Regions from separate parts of the Triticum aestivum genome. Here region 1 is linked to region 2. A link is a contact called in public Hi-C data. All regions are on one chromosome and are shown on one strand. The core of a region is the stretch at or near the end of the contact, and the rest is flanking DNA. Distances in the headings are between cores, read along the strand shown.

Region 1 (3,348 bases), core at 52-2,551, 210 kb after region 2:
CTATGAGTGGCAAAAGTGAAATAAAATTATTTTGCTTTCACCACGGAATGGCAATTGTGATACATTATCAAAGGCTACGAGTGGCAAAAGTGAAATGTCAAACTCTAGAGTGGCATAAGGAAAATTGGCAAAAGGTAGAGTGACAAAAACAAAAGATTCCCAATGTGTTATGCGTTAGTCGTTTTCTTCTAAAAATAGGATGGTACCAGTATCTTATATCTGGTTATTCTACCTACAATAGGTGATTTGTGAAGAAATAGCTTGTCCTGCAAATAGTCGGATGAAAACGAACACAAATCGTATTACAGCAATACCTTGAGTTCTTCTGGTGCAGGGTGCCACTCAGGTGGACCGTTATCCGTGAGAAGCCCCATAGCAAGGGGTGAAGCGCTGATCACCCCAACACCTTTGCTCTTCAAGTACGGTAGCAAATCCACCAGTGCGGTATCATTGATTCCGTAGTGGCAGTACGACAGAACCAAATCTACGGAGCCGGGAGGCACCCGGTCAAGCACGTAGGTGAAGATGCTCAACGGCAATCCAGTAATTCCAATGAACCGCGCCTTCCCACTCTCCTTGATCTTTTGCAGCGCAGGAATCGTCTCGTTCACAATCTGCAAACATCCAAACAGCAATACATGGTGTTACAGGATCAATCATGGGTTAGAGGTGGTAGAGGGAATTCGTCGAACAGGTGGTGGGCGGCGAGACCGACCTGGTCCAGGTTAGTGAACTCGATGTCATGGCAGTGAAGGATGTCGACGTAGTCGAGTCCCAGGCGCGCGAGGCTCTCGTCGATGCTGCGCGTGACACGGGCGGCGCTGAAGTCGAAGCCTTCCTTGTAGCGGCCGCACTTGGTGGCGACCACGAAGCTGTCGCGCGGGACGCCCGCGAAGCGGAGGCAGTCCCCGAGCACCGACTCCGACACCGTGCCGCCGTAGTACCTGCGAAGAACAGCGGCTCAGGCCCGCGGGAGGCGGGGGCGAAGGAAGGGGAGAGAGTGGCGGGGCGGGCGTTACGGGGATGTGTCGAAGAAGTTGATGCCGAGGTCGAGGGCGCGGCGGACGGTGGCGCGGGCGACGTCGCGGGGGACGTCGCCGAAGACGTTGCCGAGCGGGGAGGCGCCGAAGCCGACGGGGCTGACGCGGAGGCCCGTGCCGCCGAGGGTGCGGAGCTCCATTGCTCGGGTTGGTGTTGGTTGCGCCGAGCGGAGGTGGGTGGTCGTTGCCTTGCCTGCCTGGCTGATGGTCCAGCTCGTCGTGTCCTTGTCTTGTCTCGGCGGGGAATTTGCGGGAGAGATGGTGAGGCGGCCATACCTGGCCAAACGGGCCGGCCCATTATAACCGTGCCTGGCCCGGCACGGCCCGCCAGGGCACGATTACTATACGGGCCTGCCGTGCTGGCCCGCGTGCTGCGCCCCCAGGCCCAGGCACGGCCTAGTTAGTAAACGGGCCGGCACGTTGGCCCGTTTAGCACGGTGGGCCGCATATTTTCAGCCTATTATTTGACGCACCGAGCATTTTTAGCCTATTTTTACATATTGGGCCATATATAGATGTATAAAAAATAAAGAAAACTTAATCGGGCCGTGTCGTGTCGGCCCGCGTGCCTAGCCTCCAGGCCCAGGCACGGCCCAGGGCGTGCCGCGTGCCTGGCCCGGCCCGTTTAGCCCGTGTCGTGCCTGGCCCAAGGCGGGCCGTGCCGGCGTGCTCACGGGCCGGCTCGAAAAAACCGGCCCATTTGGCCAGCTATAGAGGCGGCCTCCACGCGCTATAGTTTTTTTCTTTTAAGCCGAACAGCGACTTTACAGCGTGTTTGGTTGCATTGATTTTGGCTCGGTTCAGCAGGTTGAATACCATTCTTCTGGACAGCGGAGGAGAAAGTAATGGAGGGAAGTGTCCTGGGATACAATCTGCAGACCTGTTTGCTCGGAGGGTCAGGCGTTAAAAACCTGCAGTTGCAAGCACTGACACTTCGAGTAAGGTAGGAATGGCTACGGAGAAGGCCGTGGCAGGATATGTGATGTAGGATAGAACCTTAGAGGCCGATCTTTCACGTTTGGAGCGGATCCCTACGAGGAACACGAAGAACACGAGGAGGGGAACGAGAGAAAAAACACGAGAAATCACTCAATCAACAAGAACAAAGTAACACATGTGCTAGATCATCGAGGCACGAGGTAATACAAGATCCAAATCCAACAAGAGACGATACAAAGGGTAACCGGTTCTTCTACGTGAGGAGGTCTTGATGGTCTTCTCCGAATGGAGTTCTTGAATCCAGGTGGATCTTCTCCGAAGAGGTGTCGGTCCCTCACGAGGAGTAGATCCGAATGGATGAGCGAGACTCTATCTCACAAATGAGCTAAATCAACGCTAACCCTAGCTAGGAGGTGGGAGAGGTCTATTTATAGTCATATTGCAAATGAGGGGCGAAGTGAAGGGGTACATGGGCATCGGCCCGCAACTGGGCGCGGCCAGGGGGCGAACGTCTAGTGGCTCGGGACGGCCCGGTCGTCCGTAGGTCTTCGGACGTCCGTAATTTGGCTTCTGTGGTCGACTGCACGGTCGTCCGGTCTTCCTCGGATTTCCATTAATTTGGTTCTGTTGGGGAAGTGTCGGCCGTCCGGAGGGGCTCGGTCGACCGGAGCCTGGGAATCATTGGACATCCGGCCGTTGGAGCTTCTATTGTCCTGGTTTCCATGTGCTATAGCAACCTCCAGGGGTCGGATGTCCGGGCTGGGCCGGTCGTCCGGAGCCTATAGCTTCCGTGGCAGCTCTTCTTCTTGTCATTCACACTTGGTGTCCTCGCCTTCTTGTCCATTGAATGTAGTTGTTCCGTGGCTTTCCTCCAAGCACCTGATCACACATAGAGTCTCCGCATGAGGTAGTAGCCATGTCTCGTAAGTAGAGAGTGGGAGTTCAGAAAGGAGCGAGTTCACCTTATCTTCGATAGCCTTTGCTCGAGCTCTTGTCATGGGTCCAAGTGGTGTCGTGGGAGATGTAGGTACGTCCATGGGGATGATCGAGGGATGCTCCGCATCATCTCCCCCCCCCCTGGGAAAGATCCGACCTCGGATCGAGAGTGTCATCACCATGGTATGGCGAGAGGTCCTTGACGTTGAAGATGTCGCTCACATTGTACTTGTCTCGTGGGAGGTCGATCTTGTAGGCGTTGTTGTTGTAGCGTGCTAGCACCTTGAAGGGCCCGTCGGCTCGAGGTAGAAGTTTTGACTTGCGTTCGTTGGGGAAGCGGTCCTTGCGAAGATGTAGCCACACAAGATCTCCAATGTTGAATATCATGGGTTGCTTGTTGATGTTGAGCTTGGTCGTGAGTCGTTGTACTTGG
Region 2 (3,157 bases), core at 34-2,533:
AAGGCCTCTCTCACCTCCGACTGCACCTTGTGGAGAACTCGTGGGTTTCTCATAAGCTCCGACATGGCCCATTCGAGCGTCGTCGACGATGTCTCGCTCCCAGCAGAAAAGATGTCCTGCAGTCAGCCAGTTACCACTCCACGCTATATGTACAACCGTACAAGGCACATATTTGGCTGCCAAGAAACTAAATGAAAATAGTATGCACTGATAGGTGTAAAATCAAATTGACACTGATCAACTGAGAATTTTCAAAGCCGTACTGTAAAGGGTGTCTGGGAGGATCTTACGAAGATGACGGTGCTGATGATCTCGGTGGTGAGTTCAAACTGCAGGCCGCCGTCCTTCTTCAGCCTGAGGAGGACGCCGAGCAGGTCCTCGTCTCTCTCCGGCACCTGCGCGCCGGCGCGTTCTTTTATGATGCTCTCCACGATGCGGTAGATGTTCCTCTGGCACCTGACCATGTCCCGCGCGGCGACGCTGAACCGGCGCACGAGCCGCGACGACGGGTACAGGTCAGCGAGATTGATCCCGCCGGTGAGCCGCACGGCCTCGTCTAGCTCGTGCAAGAACTCGTCGCGGTGGTGGCACCTCCCGCCGATGGCCGCGCGCACCACGGAGTCGTTGGTCATCCGGCACATCTTCTCGCTGAGGTTGACGGCTTGGCCGCCGCGGCACCCGTCGGACACTGCGCGCACGAGGCGAGCGACCTCGTCCTCCCGCGCAGGGCGGAAAGAGAGCACGCGGCGCTGGCTGAAGAGCTCGTGTACGCAGATCCTGCGGAGCTCGCGCCAGCGGTCGTTGTAGTGGGAGAAGAGGATGCCCTTGCCGCCGCAGCTGATGATGTCGAGCGTGGCGCTGAGGTGGCGGCTGGCGAAGGCGGCGTCGTGGGTCTTCATGACCTCCCTGGCGGCCTCGGCGGAGGAGACGACGAGCGTGGGCACGGCGCCGAGGCGGAGGAGCATGAGCGGGCCGTGGGCGCGGGAGAGGTCGCGCATGGCCCGGTGGGGCAGGCCCCCGGAGCGCGACAGCAGGAGGTGGTGCAGGCTGCCGATGAGCGGCAGCTGCCATGGGCCGGGTGGCAGCCGTTGCCCGCGGGTTGGCGATGCGTAGCGGTCGATGACCAGTTTGAGGATGAGCAGAACGAAGAAGAGGAAGAGTAGCGGCGAGAGCGCCGCGAAGTCCATCATTTTGCTCGAGGAGCCTGAGTGAGCTGCAGCTGATGAAGGCCCAACTTGCACATAGATATAAAAAGTATACGCCACTAGAGTGAAGAGATCTCGAAGCCGTCCTACGGGTAGCTGCTTATCGTCCCGCCGAAAACCTGTGCCTATAGCGGCGTGTTCACATTATTAAGGCCAGCTCGAACCGACCGACGCAAATGAACGTGGAAATTGTTTGTTTTTTTGCCTGTTTGGACCAGCTAGTGACATGGCGCCTTGTCCATTCAAATCAGGTCGATGTGTCCAACCGGCCGATCTATTTGATCCGTATGGTCAATTTTGTTAAATAAACATATTTTCCGTAAATAAATATAGAATTCATGGCCAGCTTCCGTAGTTTAAGGCAGCATAAGTGCCATTGGCCGACATACATGCTAACACACAAAAATTAGCCTTCTCGACCATATTTCATCCTGGCAGACTTGCCAACGGCTGGCATACGTGCCCGCACTCACAAAATCACCTCTCTCAGTGATAGTCCATGCATCTCGGCTGTAGTTCATGTGTCGACATACAAAATGATCACGTCTTGGCCATAGCCCATTCATCTATGTCGAGCATCTCCTTTTGCTTCTTCTCAGACCAAACCCTTTTCCTTGGGACACCTTGCTCAAGTCGGCCGTCATGATCTTCATTTTCTTCGAGATCCGTGTGAGCTTCACCTCCTTTGCTTTTGTGGGCATAACTTTTCTCGATCTCGAGCTTCTTCTTTGTATGTCAAAGAAGGTCTTCATTTGCTTCTCTTTCTCTTGGCGCTTCCTCTCCTCCCTCACTTCCTTTTGGGTCATGAACCCCCTTCAAAGTTTCTTGCAATGCGAGTATCGAAGCATCACGCTTGTCATCCAACTTGAAGTTGGTCCTCCCCTCCCCCTCGGTCGCTTCTCGCCATCACTTGGCTCAATGACCGCCGCTAGCTCCCCACCTTTCTTTTGTGCGGCATATTGCTCCTTAAACTTTGTACACTCACAAATCATCGTCCAACAATGGGTCAAGGTTAATGGCTTGTCCTCATGTTGGGTCCTGAAGGTCTCCAAAGATTGAAATGCCTCCACAAGAAGATGAAATCAACAATATACATTGATAGGAAATAAAGATGAAAGCATCAAACGCACATATGGACAAGGGGAAGGAATTCTATACCATGTCTTTGACGCCCATGCCACTCACGGGGCGGCTGGCGATGTTCTCTAGGGAGGCACACTAGTAGAAAAATGGCCATTTGTCCCGGTTCGTAAGGGCCTTTTGTCCTGGTTTAAGAACCGGGACTAAAAGGTCGGTACTAATGCCCTTGGCCTTTAGTCCCGGTTCTTACACGAACCGGGACAGATGGGCCTCCACGTGGCCGCTGCGGCCAGCCCAGACAGGGGGCCTTTGGTCCCGGTTGGTGACATAAACCGGGACCAAAAAGCATCCACGCGTCAGCAGCTGGCTGGAGCTGAGTTTTTTTTGAAAGGGGCTGGTTTAGGGGTTTTGGGGGTTAATTTAGGTTGTTATTAGCTAGCTAATAGAGAGAAGTGTCCTCTCTTATATCTTCGTGCTTGGTTTACCAACGCTACTGCTATGTTCATTTCACCCGCTGATATATAATAACTCTTCATGCTCGCATCATGCATCATCATATATAATAACAAGTCCTGCTAATCATGCATCATCATACAACTTCTACTCGTTATTAATAACAAGTCATACGATCATCATCCTCATAGTCATCGAACCAACCCTACTTAATTGTTCTTAGCACATGATCATCAGTATCAGGTAGGACCTAAATACCCTTAAGGTAAAATAGCATAAAACAATATAGACCTTGACTCTCCATTATGGAGAATGGAGATCATCCTGTCATCAATTCTTGCGCTTCGCTTCCTTTTGCTTCCAAGAACCTCCTTACGACTGTCCATACATTTTTTCCATTCTTTGATTGTCATGTCTTC

Evidence for each region. Hi-C and Micro-C count contacts between places; a contact is called where the count stands out from the background.
Region 1: a contact with region 2 is called in a Hi-C map of leaf, with 7 times the contacts expected there. The contact joins the promoter of LOC123110451 here to the promoter of LOC123115698 in region 2. A contact is called at or near these places in 3 of 5 Hi-C or Micro-C datasets (all in leaf).

Annotation. Positions count from the first base shown.
Region 1 is chr5B:68,546,167-68,549,514 of IWGSC CS RefSeq v2.1, forward strand. LOC123110451 (L-galactose dehydrogenase) reads right to left here and starts at 1,302. Exons shown (of 5, transcript XM_044530966.1): 1 at 1,020-1,302; 2 at 716-944; 3 at 315-614. The coding sequence starts at 1,180.
Region 2 is chr5B:68,340,478-68,343,634 of IWGSC CS RefSeq v2.1, forward strand. LOC123115698 (zealexin A1 synthase) reads right to left here and starts at 1,284. Exons shown (of 2, transcript XM_044536804.1): 1 at 291-1,284; 2 at 1-116. The coding sequence starts at 1,190.